Linked DNA regions of Mus musculus: all the other regions are linked to region 1. A link is a contact called in public Hi-C, HiChIP or PLAC-seq and promoter capture Hi-C data. All regions are on one chromosome and are shown on one strand. Each heading gives the region's core, a stretch centred on a gene start, on an enhancer-like site or on the middle of the called end of the contact. The rest is flanking DNA. Distances are from core to core; before and after follow the strand shown.

Region 1 (2,888 bases), core at 286-2,785:
GTTGAGGGTCCGTGGATGGAAAAAAGATCACCCTTTGAACAGTTTTCTTGATGCCCTCTTCCTTTGCTCAGTTGGGAGTAAAAGAAAGTGCGGTCAAGAGGGAAAGTCCCTGGAGTAGAGGACCAGATAGAGCTACATTGTGTACTTAGGCCAGTGAGCACACGGACCAGCTGACCTCAAGATTGGTATTGTAGAAGGCTATCTAAGAGGTTCTGCCCTGTCCATTCTCAGACATAAGCAGGAAGCCTAATCAAAAGCTACTGTGAGTGGGACGACAGCTTAGTTACTCTTTACACTTCTCAGAGCCTACAAGGTGGACCCAAGTTTGACTTTACTCAAGGAAAGTAAAAAAGGAAGGAAGAAAGGAAGGAAGGAAGGAAGGAAGGAAGGAAGGAAGGAAGATTGTACAAAGCATCCAAAGACACAGATATTTACATTACAGTTCATAACCGTAGCAAAATTACAGTTATGAAGTAGCAATAAAAATAATTTTATGGTTGGGATCACTACAATATGAGGAGCTGTGTTAAAGGGTCGCAGAATTAGGGAAATTGGAAAAGAAGGGATAAACTGGACAGTCAACCAGGAGTGACAAGAAATCGTTTGATACACTGTCGAGCAAATGCTACCAGTAGGATAAGTGATCGTCTAAGGCTTCAACAACGTCACGGCAAAGCCTAGAACAGGAGGCCAGGAAATAAATGAAGAAAACCCAAAGCTTGCAAGTGACACCTGGCTGCCACTAGGCTCAGTGACAGAGGTGGGCTCCTGGGTCCATTCCCAGCATCCAGGAAGGGAAAACACAAATTGGAACGTCCGAATGTTTATTTTTCAGTTTCATTTTTTGTTTTTCTGCGCTTTGGAGGAATTCACTCAAACCCACTGCGGGCTTCCTCAACGTGAGAATCATCCTTCCTGGAACCCCCGTGGCTACAGAAGTCACGCTCAAATTCTCTCAGGCTTCATGTTGCAGTTCCTCGGTCACCTCGGGAACGGGAGTGGGGTGCCAAGTGGCCTTTAGACCTAATCCAGGGCCCTTGTCCATGGCAGACACGTGCATTTACTGCACCGCCCTGTGCAGCGGACCAAAGGGACTGACAGAATGATCTGCTAGCCACTGCGTGTTCAGGCAGGGCTTTGGAACTGCCCTCTGCTACCAGGAGTGGTCCAGGGGCTTTGATACATCCTCTGCTAGGGCCTCAGCGTACATCGAAAGCAGAGGAAAAGTAAGACTCCCTTGACTTTCAACTTAAGTCCCTTCAATGACACTCCTTTCTCCCCAGCCAGCCACCCAGGCTGGTCATCCAGGGATCAGCCCGGGAGCCTGGGTCTCCGCAGTACCTGGATCCGCCTGCGCCGAAGGGGCAGCTCGGTGCTCCGCGGCGCTGTTGAATCACGGTTGAGTCACCCCTTTCGGGGTCTCGGAGTTTCCTACAGGAGGGGAGTGGGCGGGGCAGGGGTGTGGACTGATCGGGAGCCGCCCACCGCGAAAGCGAGTGACCCGGGCCGGGGGGCGGGGAGTCGCGAGCTTCGGCGGAGGCGGCGCGGGGTGGAGAGGAGCCGGTGTCCGCGCGGCCCTTTATAACGCACCCCGCGCCGACCCCGGCAGCCTGGGTACAGCCGGTACCCATCACTCGCTCCCTCCGATCGCTCCTGTAGCGTAGCCAACGCGCCGCCGCTGAAGCCCCGAGACCTCGCCTCCAGCCCTTGGACATGGCGATCCTCGTGCGCCCGCGCCTCCTAGCGGCTCTCGCGCCCACGTTTCTCGGCTGCCTCCTCCTCCAGGTGACCGCGGGTGCAGGTGAGTGGCATTGGTCCTGAGAAGCCGGGGGCGCTCCGCCCGCGGGAAACAGAGAACCTATCTGGCTAGCTGGGGGGGGAGGGGGGGTGCTGCTCTGGTTCCTTGGGGACACCAAGGTGTCCGGCTGTACCTGTGGATTTGGCTGCGCTCGCCCTGAGGATTTGAATGAACAATGGGATGGAAGGTAGTTGGTGCCCGGACTCCTGGCAGTTGTCACTGCTAAAGATGCCTGCTTTGTGCGTCCACCGCGGTTGCATAAGATAAAACTGAGATTCCAGCTTTAACTCTGAGGGAGAGTTTCCTAGATGTTGGGCCCTTGAAGGTGGCAGGCTCGTGGGCCCGCCTTTGCCAAAGTCGGCGTGCTTTGCGCTTTGCGTGGCTTGCATGTTATCTCTGACAAGGTGTGCGCCTTCCCGTAATAAATAGGTGTTCTTGTGGCCTTTGGTTTCGGTCTGATAGAAGCAAGGCTGTTGTAAACTCAGGCAAGACAGAGTGCATACCCACATCTACCCAGTGCTGAGTTGAGGCAGAGGCTGAAACCAGGGGGCTTGCAAAACGAGACGTTGATGACAGCACTTTAATGGAATAGCATCCCACCATGTGACAGGTGCCACGTGGGCTGCACGTCTGACGAGCTCTCCTTGAGAATTTCAGTGTAAAGATATTTTAGATTACAATGGGAAAAGTCCGGTTAGACTCTTTTTTTTTTTTTTCGTTTATGTGCATTCCTGACTCTCACGTGTGTGGGGGACTAGCCCTGTTTGGAATTTATTCAAACCCTTCCTTGCGGCCTCTCCGACGGCTTCGGAAGAGTCCGGGACTCTCTGGCACCTTGGGCCCTCCTTCTGTGTCGTTTTAAAGTGGGCTTTCCCTGGAATAGTTTAAAGGAGGACTTCAGGATCTTCAGCTCTTTCCACGGATTGCAGTATGGGTGTTGCCTAGAGGACTATATGGCCCTGAGGGCGGGGATGGGGCGTGGGGGGAAGGACACGTACACACACACACACACACACACACACACACCCTCTGCTCTTGACAAGTTAGCAACGTTATTTTTGTGACTGGCAACAAAACATGTGCTCCCTTT
Region 2 (2,888 bases), core at 231-2,730, 390 kb before region 1:
AGGGCCCTGGTAACTGGTGGAGGCTTTCTTTCATGGGGTTCAAAAGAAGTAGGAGTTTGGCTGCTAAGGGTCATAATGAAAGGAGTTCTCTGGCTTGATTGGTAGATTAGGTCTTACAATAATTTCTCTACAGAGGCAGGTGGATTTCTGAGTTTGAGGCTAGCCTGGTCTACAGAGTGAGTTCCAGGACAGTGAAGGCTACACAGAGAAACCCTGTCTCAAAATAATAATAATAATAATAATTTTTTTATTGCACACATCTGTTCCCATAATGCATCTGCTTTTAAGCATAGGTACACACCACTATGCAGAGGCATGAGATGACAAATAGGGGGATTCTCCTTAAAAGCCACCTGAGATTGCAGCTTTGCCTTACTGGTCATGCACCTAAAACCTGTTTGCACTGGATTAGACTCTCCTTTGGTTTTTGTTTTTTTGTTTTTTTGGGTTTTTTTGTTTTTGTTTTTGTTTTTCGAGACAGGGTTTCTCTTGTGTAGCCCTGGCTGTCCTGGAACTCACTCTGTAGACCAGGCTGGCCTTGAACTCAGAAATCCACCTGCCTCTGCCTCCCAAGTGCTGGGATTAAAGGCGTGCGCCACCACACCCGGCTAGACTCTCCATTTTTTTGTACTGGGTGAAGTGGAAATGTATTTGAATGGACAGATTACTGTTGGCAGAGGAAGTTATCACATTGTCCAAAACGGAGCTTATGGGTAGCCCGATGCCTGAGGTGGTGTCATAGGTTTCAAGTCGCCTTGTTTAGACAGGCATATATGTGCATAGTGTGTGCAGGCAAACACATTATTAGAAGGAGGGACTTCTCAGCCAGAACCAAGTAAAGTCCAAATCACAGAGCTGTTTATTTTTCTTCCACTTTCAGGTTTCATTTCGACTGTAGTCATTCTGCTCCCTTAAGAACATGCACTAGCTTTCCCCATGAAAGGAAGAGGCTCCCTCAGGCCCACGTGCCTGCCGGGCTAGCAGTGCGGCAGCTCAGAGCGCGAAGCTTGTCTGCCTTACCCGCTTGCCTGTCTGTAAGTGGAGCTAAGCATAAGCCTTTCCAAGCCAATCCAAACAGAAAGGATTCTATCACACTGTCCTCTGCTCCGTGTGCAGGATAAACGAGATCATTTTGAAAACCACTTGTTTAGTTTTCTTCAGTTGCGTTTCCTCTCCTGCCCAGTCATCTGTAATACATGAAGATAATAATATTCCTCTCTCCCTGCTTGCTGTCTGTCACATATGCAACCTTCCCACGGACATACATGTTTCTAACAAGTTCTGTAGTGAGCAGAGTCCACTGGATGTGTGGATCCTCTCAAGTATCCTTAGGACTAACAGATTCATAGTTGAGTTACCAACAACACTGACACTCTGGCTGGGTGAGTCTGTAGCCACTCTGCCCACACATCGAGCATTTAATTTAAGCTTACAGTTTCTGTTTCACATTGTGAGAGGGCTCAGAACAGAATCGGTGTCAAAGTAAGGCTATGGCTGACTGGCGGCTGCTTTGAACTGTTGTTACTTCCCTATTCAAGGAAGGACTCTGACGTTTGAAATAAGTTTTCTTTCTAAGTTGATCCTTTTTCCACTTGGCAAGCATTGCCTTTTTCCTCTGCAGAATCCAGCACGTTGTCTGCCGTTTCCATCCCTCAGCTGGCTTCGCTTGCATCTCTCTCTGAGCTGTTGCTCTTCCTGCCTGTTAGGCACATGTTAGACATGGGCCTGATGGTGCCTCCTCCTTTCAAAGGGGAAAGCTAGTGTATTTTCTTAAGGTGGCAGTACAACTGCAGTAGAAAAAGCCAGCTAAAGTTAGAAGAAAAGGGAAAGTGTGGAGCTGAGAAGCTCAGTGGTTAGAACTGGCTGCTCTTCTAGAGGAACAGACCTGGGGGTCCCAGTGCCCATTACCAGGCAGCTCATAATCACTTGTAACTACTCTTCCAGGGATCCGATGTCTTCTTCTAGCCTCCACAAGCACCTGCTTGCACATGGTGTGCACAAATGTGTGCACACGCGGGCGAGAACGCACTGCTTTCCAAGAAGGAACAGACGTGTGGTCAGAGATCATGAGCCTGGGAGAGAGCTGTCCTTGTGGACAGGAAGGTGGGAAGTGCTAGTGGCTACTTGAGAGCAGAGTGTGGAAGAGAGGGAGGAAGTGTTTGAAAATGACCTCAAATGCACAAGTAAGTCTTCCAGGCAGTCTGGCTCTTCCCACCTAAAAAGGTCCCTGAGCGCCATCAGCTGTATTCAGACATAGTTTCAATTCAGGAAGGTGGTTCTTTTTCTGGACTTTTAACCATCCTCCTCTGCTCTTGGTTAAGAAGAAGGGAGGGAGCGGGCTTGCACAGCTGATGGCAGATGTAGTGGAGCTTCTAGAGGGGCTGATGCAGACTGTCACCAGAGCCCGTATGGGAGCAGAGGGGAACTTGTACCGATCTGAGGACAGACAGACTGTGGCTCTTTAAGGAAGGGTAAAAGCAGCACTCAGCTTGGCTACCTGAGAACCTATTAAGGTGTTCAGAGCATGTTGGAGTTCAGCTAGTACCCGAGGTGAGAGGTTGGATAGAAGGGGGACAGGAAGGAGAAATTGCTAGCACCTACTGCAGCTGTGTAGTGACTGCTTACAGTTGTGGGGGGGGGCGGGGGCGGGTAGAAAGGATAGAATAGTAGAGTGTGTAACTGTGTAACTGTTCCTTGGCAAACTGTGGCTCCCTCTGAATTAGTCCCTGGAGTTTCTCTAAGGATTCCTCCCTCCCTCCCTCCCCTTCCTTCTGTCCATCCTTTCTTTTTGATACATTTTTGATGTGTTGGATGTTCTAATGAAACAGTAGACAGACTGAGTGAGATGGTGTCACCTTGCTTCCCCGGCACCCCAGAGGCTAGAGCAG
Region 3 (2,888 bases), core at 148-2,647, 350 kb before region 1:
GAGTCAGAAGACTTTCAGTAAGATCTTAAGGAGAGCATTTTAGTCTCGCTCTGTCTGTCTGGCCTCTATTGGCTCAGCCTGCATGCTTGTGGACTGTCGGTGACCATGGCTCAGGCCCGTTCACATACTCTGCATGATCTTAGGCCCAGATAATTCAGGAAAAATCAGTTTGAGAACTGAGCCTCTTTTAATCTGCCTACTAGGTTGGGACCGGATAAGGACTGGTTTGGGCTTTTGATTTGTCGACGTCTCCCGGACAGCTCTGTGTATAGTATTTCCATAAACTGTCTTCTTTCCCTTCCCTTCTCTTGAACGAAGAACGAAGCCATCTCCCCCCACACCCCCTCTTTTTGAGAAGAGACAAGAGCCTGCCGTTCCAGCCTCTTCCATCCCTCCTGCTGTTGCTTGGCTTTTCTTCAGTTTTATTCTAGCCAGTATTTGTATCTCCAGAGGGTCTGCAGCCACATGGGGCCCTGAAATGGGGCGAGCCCCCCCCCCCAAATTCTTACAGAAGATGACCATGTCTCAGTCACGGGAGCCAGGCTGAAAACTTTTTTAAAGTTCTTTTTATAAAGTCATTAAACGTGAAATCAATATTTTAAAAGACTAAGGTGGGGGGTGGGCTTTGAGAGTTCCAAATAGACAGAAAAGCTGATTTCATACTTCCCTGCCAAAAACATTGTTCTTGCTTTCAGGCAAATGACTTGGGTGTTAATTAAGGCTTCACACTTCCTGGCTATCTCCTTTTTCACATTCTTGCTGCTAATCGTCATGTTAAGAGACACATGACTTCTGTTTCAAAGGCTCCAGTTTAAGAGTGGAAACAAAAATCTCAGCTCCACAGGAAAGGAAAAGAGATTAGGATTCGAGTCCAGCCATTTGCTTATTCATCTGCATATGGTTAAAAGATTTCCAAGCATCCACTGGTTTCTCTTTCACTGTGACATGAGGCCAACCCAAGGAGGGGAAGAGAAAAATCCTGTTCCTCTCCTGATGTAGGAGCACATCTTCCATTCGCCTTGGGGGCAAGAGATTGCTTCCTCTTTTAATAGTAAGCCAAAGTAACCGAACTTGGAGAAACTGGCTTCTTCTGAAAGTTATTTTTCCAGTTAGCTTTTCATTTTATTTGCAGTGCCAGGCTGGAAACCATGCACACATTAGACTTAGCTGTATTTCCGGCCCTAATTACCTGTTGCTCTGCATCAATTTACAAATTAGCGGTGGGAAACAAGCATCATTTAATGAAGCCCACAGACTCTGTGGGTCAGCACTTCACAGGGTCTAGAAGGAAAGGCTTCTTCAGCTTCATGGTGTCTGAGCTTCAGTGGGGAGACAGGGGGGTGGAGGACACTAAAAGGGCTAGGAGTGACTCAACAGGCTCAGCTCGAAGATCCAAGGCCTGAAGCACCATGACTCAAGTTTGTACTAAGATCTGTCAACACGGTGTCTACGCACAGCCTGCCCATCCGTGAGCCTTGAGTTCCTCTGCAGTGTGGCTGGGTTCACTCTTCCAGAGAGTGATCATATCAGGACTCTGAGTGCAAATGTCACTTCAGGTGTGTTCCAAGTAGCTAAGGACCTCAAATTCAGGAAAAGACAGTTCAGAGGGAAGAGAGAAGCTGAGGCGTAAAAGACCAATTTGAAAACTATAATGCCAGACATGGTGCATGCCTTTGACCCCAGCACTTGAGAGGCAGAGGCATGGGATCTCTGCGAGTTTGAGGCCAGTCTCTTTGTTCTACATAGGGAGTTCCAGGAGAGCCAGGCCTACATAGTGAGACCTTGTCTGGAAAAAAAAGAAAAAAAAGTCTAGTACATTTCCGTCACACTGGCCCAGGGGGCAGGAGAGGCCATGCTGGTGTGATTAAAAATGAGACCACTTTACTGAGCTTGAAGGAGCAAGTTATTCCATGCTGGCCATAGTGGTTTCCACTGGGATATAATTCACATAAAATCCACCCATGTGTAGTTCAGTGGGTTTTAGTACATTCACAGTTGTATGACCATGATTACGAATTCCAGACACACATAACTCACATGTGTTAGAAGTAACTCTTCCATGTCACCTTCCACTGCCCTCGGATTCTGCTGGCCCAATTTCTCTCTGTGGATTGGTCATTTATAAGAAGGATTTATTTGTCTTTTGTTACTAGCTTCTTTCACTTAACATAGTATTTTCAAGTTTCACTGATAGAATACAGTGCATGTGTGCGTGTGTGTGTGTGGTAGTGTATGGTGTGTATGTGTGTGGTATAGGGTATGTACACACTCATGAGTGCATGTAACTATACATACTGAAGTACAATGTCCTTCTCAGTCACCCTCCATCTTATTCTTTGAGATGTGGTTTTTTTCACTGAATTTGAGTTTACTGGTAGAGATAGACTGGCTGGCCAGCAAGTTCTGTTGATCAGCATCTCTCTGCTGCCCCTAACCCTGAACTGTACTGCAGGAACATGCTGCTATGCCTGATTTATCACATGGGCGCTGGGAGCCTGACCTCTGGCCTTCATCCTTACATGACAAGCACATTTGACTGAGCCATCTCCCTAGTCCCTATTCCATTCCTTTTATCGATTGAATAATATTCCATTGTCTGTCTCTACCTGGCACATTTCATTTACCCATTTAATAGTTGACGGACATTTCAGTAATTCCTGGTTTGGGGCTGTTTTATGTAATGATGTTGTGAATATTGTGGTTTGTTTGTTTGTTTTCATGAAATACATTTGCAATCTCTAGGGAAATATAGCTAACGATGGGACTGCTGGTGATGAACGCCCAAACTGCAGGACTGGGGGATGGCTCACTGGAGAAATCAGTTGTCAGACAGAGTCCAGATCACTGGGATGGATATAGGTAAGAAATCAAGGTGGGAGTGGTGGCCT
Region 4 (2,888 bases), core at 145-2,644, 280 kb before region 1:
CCAGCTTGATTCTTCCGTGTTCTATGACTTACCCCATGTTCTATGTTGCGTCTTTAGGGCTTAGCATCAAATTTTAGGGGGTAGCCAAGAAGACTGGCAATAACCTATAATGTCTGGGTGTGTGTGTGTGTGTGTGTGTGTGTGTGTATGGTTTCTATATCAGTAAAAAGAGGTATTTCATACCTGGTGTTTGGCTGTTAAAAATATTCTGCGGTATCTAGGTGAGGCTGTCCCTGTGTTACAGGGCAGCTCCACTTGACCTCTGTACTATCTATAGAAACAAGAGAGACCCTGCCTCAAAACCAAGGGGGAAGGAGAGAATTCTGAATTGTTGTCTGACAACACCCCCCCCCCCACATCATGCATACACACACATACTAATAAAAGATGATTTTTAAAAGCTATCCCCACAGTCCTGCAAAGAATATCCCCTGTAACAGATTCATCTCTATATTTGAAAAAGCAAAAGGATATTTTCCACCTGCATCCCACCATGTAGCTCACATTGGCTTTATGTCACCTAACTCCACTTGCCTCTGTCGTCTTGAGCTGGGATCGCAACTTCGCAACACTTATTTATTTATTTATTTATTTTAGATGTAATTTTTAATGTGTATGAGTGTTTTACCCCAGTATATGGCTGTCACCATGTGTCTGCAGGGTTGTTTTGTTTTGTTTTGTTTTGTTTTGTTTTGTTTTGTTTTTGATTTTCGAGACAAGTTTTCTCTGTATAGCCCTGGCTGTTCTGGAACTCACTCTGTAGACCAGGCTGGCCTCGAACTCAGAAATCCACCTGCCTCTGCCTCCCAAGTGCTGGGATTAAAGGCGTGCGCCACCACGCCCGGCTATTTTTTTTTAAGATTTATTAATTTTTATGTATATTAGTACACTGTAGCTGTCCTCAGACGCACCAGAGGAGGGCATCAGTTCACATTACAGATGGTTGTGAGCCACCATGGGGTTGCTAGGAATTGAACTCAGAACCTCTGGAAGAGCAGCCGGTGGTCTTAACTGCTGAGCCAATCACTCCAGCCCCGAGTCTGCAGATCTTGATGGTTCTAGTTGTAGACAACTAGAAGGAACTTAGTGAACTCAGTCAGTCTTGCTTGAAGTCAGTCTTGCTGCTGTGCAGACAGGAACTGACTGGATCAGAAGTTAGGCTCCTAGTGAAGACAGCGAGGGCAGAGAGGTGTCATACAGAAATGGACCCGCTTGCTGTGTTGGAGGAGACAGATTATCTGAGTAGGCGAGTAGTTGCTGCTTCCTTCTTGTCCCTCCCAGAGTCGTCACTATCCATACTTCCTGCTCCCCACTCAGCCCAGAGTGACCCTCGCTGGTATGGAATAAAAGGAGACCTTCCCAAGGACTGAGGGTACAAGAGCAGGGACCTTGCTGCGCACGGGTGTACCTTACACTGTGGTATGAACTCGCCTCCAGGCTGGATTTGATCCGAAACTCTGAAGTGCTGTCTCACAATAGAAACCTGTTGGGTTTCCTTTTGTAATCCTGGTTAAGCAAACACACAGCTGAAGTAAATTATCCATTATCCATTCCCGTTTCTCTAATTATGGGTAATGGAGTGTGAAGGGGACACAGTAATCCCTGAAATCATGTTTACTTCAGCGGAGCCGCCCCTTGGTGATGGGGGAGGGGAGGCACCTGCCAGCGCCAGCAGCTCTGACACTTTTCCGGGGCTATCTGAAAGCTTTCATGAGCCTACAAGAGGAGTGTGACTCTTTCGTTTATTTGACGTGAGAAATGACATCTTTGTTCACCTTGAGGGAAGACATGAAAAGCGGCCATTGTCGTGTCCTGTCTACTGAAGAGGAACCACAGTCAAGTGTGGTCAGTTGAGCTCATTTCTTTTTAAGACTCTGCTGACCTTCGTTGTTAGACATAAGCTCGCCAGCTTCTTACCTGTCCACACTGGCCCTGATGACCCACGACACACATGCAGCCTCAAGCCCTCCTCCGTAGCTGTGCTTGTGTCCTGCCAGGCTAGTTAGACCTGAACTCCAGGGACCTCCCCCTGAGCAATGTAGTGATGTGCCTGGCTCAGTAATTAAGCCTAATTATGTTTTATGGCGAGCAGACATCCCCGCTCTTCATTTCCATTTCTGACAGTTTAGTAATTGATGCCCAAGCTCCTATCTAGCCCCTGGGCTCAGCCTAAGTGTGTCTGCTTGGCATTTTTAGCTGTGCTGAATGAAAAGGCAAGAGTACATGATCTCGCCTCGCCTCCAGCTGCCAGCCCTGGCTGTTCTGGAACTCACTCTGTAGACCAGACTGGCCTCAGTCTCCCAAGATCCACTTGCCTCTGCCTACTGAGCTGGGATTAAAGGTGTGCTGCATGCCGTTTTAAAATATTTGTTCCACTTTTTTAAAAGTTTAGAGTGGCTGGGCAGTGGTGGCACAGGCCTTTTAATCCCAGCACTCGGGAGGCAGAGGCAGGCGGATTTCTGAGTTCGAGGCCAGCCTGGTCTACAGAGTGAGTTCCAGGACAGCAATGGATACACAGAGAAACCCTGTCTCAAAAAAAAAAAAAAAACAAAAGAAAAAAAAAAGGGGGGATGGGGGTTAGGTTTATGGTATTGTTGTGAAATTCAAAGGTAGTTTTTTTAAGTCCTGAGAACTGTTTTTAAAAATGTATGTTTAAAAGTATACGTATTGTGTTTGTGTGCCTGCACACTCGCATACAATGTAATGAATGCAATTGCTGTAATAAAAGGCGGATCCCAGAACTTTGGTAAACCCCTAGAATGGTATGTTCTAGATAGTTGAGATACTGTGTTCAATAGTCCCATCTCTCCCTGTCCTTCTTTGGAATGTGGTGATTCATGACTCAGTCTTTAAAAGTTTAAGGTCCAGCTGATGGCGTATTGCAACAC

The links. Promoter capture Hi-C pulls out the DNA fragments that hold promoters and counts their contacts. Hi-C and Micro-C count contacts between places; a contact is called where the count stands out from the background. HiChIP or PLAC-seq counts read pairs in DNA pulled down with a chosen protein or histone mark.
Region 2: a promoter capture Hi-C map of hematopoietic stem and progenitor cells shows a contact between it and region 1, with 4 times the contacts expected there. The contact joins the enhancer-like site here to the promoter of F3 in region 1. A contact is called at or near these places in 7 of 39 promoter capture datasets (the HPC-7 cell line, cranial neural crest, epiblast stem cells and 4 more), 2 of 484 Hi-C or Micro-C datasets (the G1E-ER4 cell line and nephron progenitors), 10 of 115 datasets of contacts at active chromatin or transcription factors (astrocytes, bone marrow-derived macrophages, embryonic basal ganglia and 4 more) and 2 of 9 other capture datasets (liver and pancreatic islet).
Region 3: an HNF4G HiChIP or PLAC-seq map of pancreatic cancer cells shows a contact between it and region 1. The contact joins the enhancer-like site here to the promoter of F3 in region 1. A contact is called at or near these places in 5 of 39 promoter capture datasets (cranial neural crest, hematopoietic stem and progenitor cells, liver and 1 more) and 3 of 115 datasets of contacts at active chromatin or transcription factors (embryonic stem cells, pancreatic cancer cells and stem cell-derived neural progenitor cells).
Region 4: a Hi-C map of muscle stem cells shows a contact between it and region 1, with 1.9 times the contacts expected there. The contact joins the enhancer-like site here to the promoter of F3 in region 1. A contact is called at or near these places in 2 of 39 promoter capture datasets (cranial neural crest and liver), 1 of 484 Hi-C or Micro-C datasets (muscle stem cells), 2 of 115 datasets of contacts at active chromatin or transcription factors (embryonic stem cells and pancreatic cancer cells) and 2 of 9 other capture datasets (liver and pancreatic islet).

Annotation. Positions count from the first base shown.
Region 1 is chr3:121,722,002-121,724,889 of GRCm38.p6, forward strand. F3 (coagulation factor III) reads left to right here and starts at 1,536. Exons shown (of 6, transcript NM_010171.3): 1 at 1,536-1,801. The coding sequence starts at 1,714.
Region 2 is chr3:121,328,896-121,331,783 of GRCm38.p6, forward strand. All of the region lies in intron 3 of Alg14 (asparagine-linked glycosylation 14), which reads left to right. Among named protein-coding and RNA genes, the nearest start is that of Gm33310, 17 kb to the right of the region's middle. Within about 2 kb of position 1,481, at least 112 of the 459 cell types and tissues checked have an H3K27ac peak or open chromatin away from gene starts, as enhancers often do. A contact at or near this core is called in the HPC-7 cell line, astrocytes, bone marrow-derived macrophages and 4 more, where this site is marked.
Region 3 is chr3:121,370,659-121,373,546 of GRCm38.p6, forward strand. It overlaps Gm33363 (a long non-coding RNA gene), which reads left to right. Exons shown (of 4, transcript XR_867593.1): 2 at 2,743-2,859. Among named protein-coding and RNA genes, the nearest start is that of Gm33363, 3.1 kb to the left of the region's middle. Within about 2 kb of position 1,398, at least 56 of the 459 cell types and tissues checked have an H3K27ac peak or open chromatin away from gene starts, as enhancers often do. A contact at or near this core is called in pancreatic cancer cells, where this site is marked.
Region 4 is chr3:121,446,752-121,449,639 of GRCm38.p6, forward strand. All of the region lies in intron 1 of Cnn3 (calponin 3, acidic), which reads left to right. Among named protein-coding and RNA genes, the nearest start is that of Cnn3, 22 kb to the left of the region's middle. Within about 2 kb of position 1,395, at least 75 of the 459 cell types and tissues checked have an H3K27ac peak or open chromatin away from gene starts, as enhancers often do. A contact at or near this core is called in liver, muscle stem cells and pancreatic islet, where this site is marked.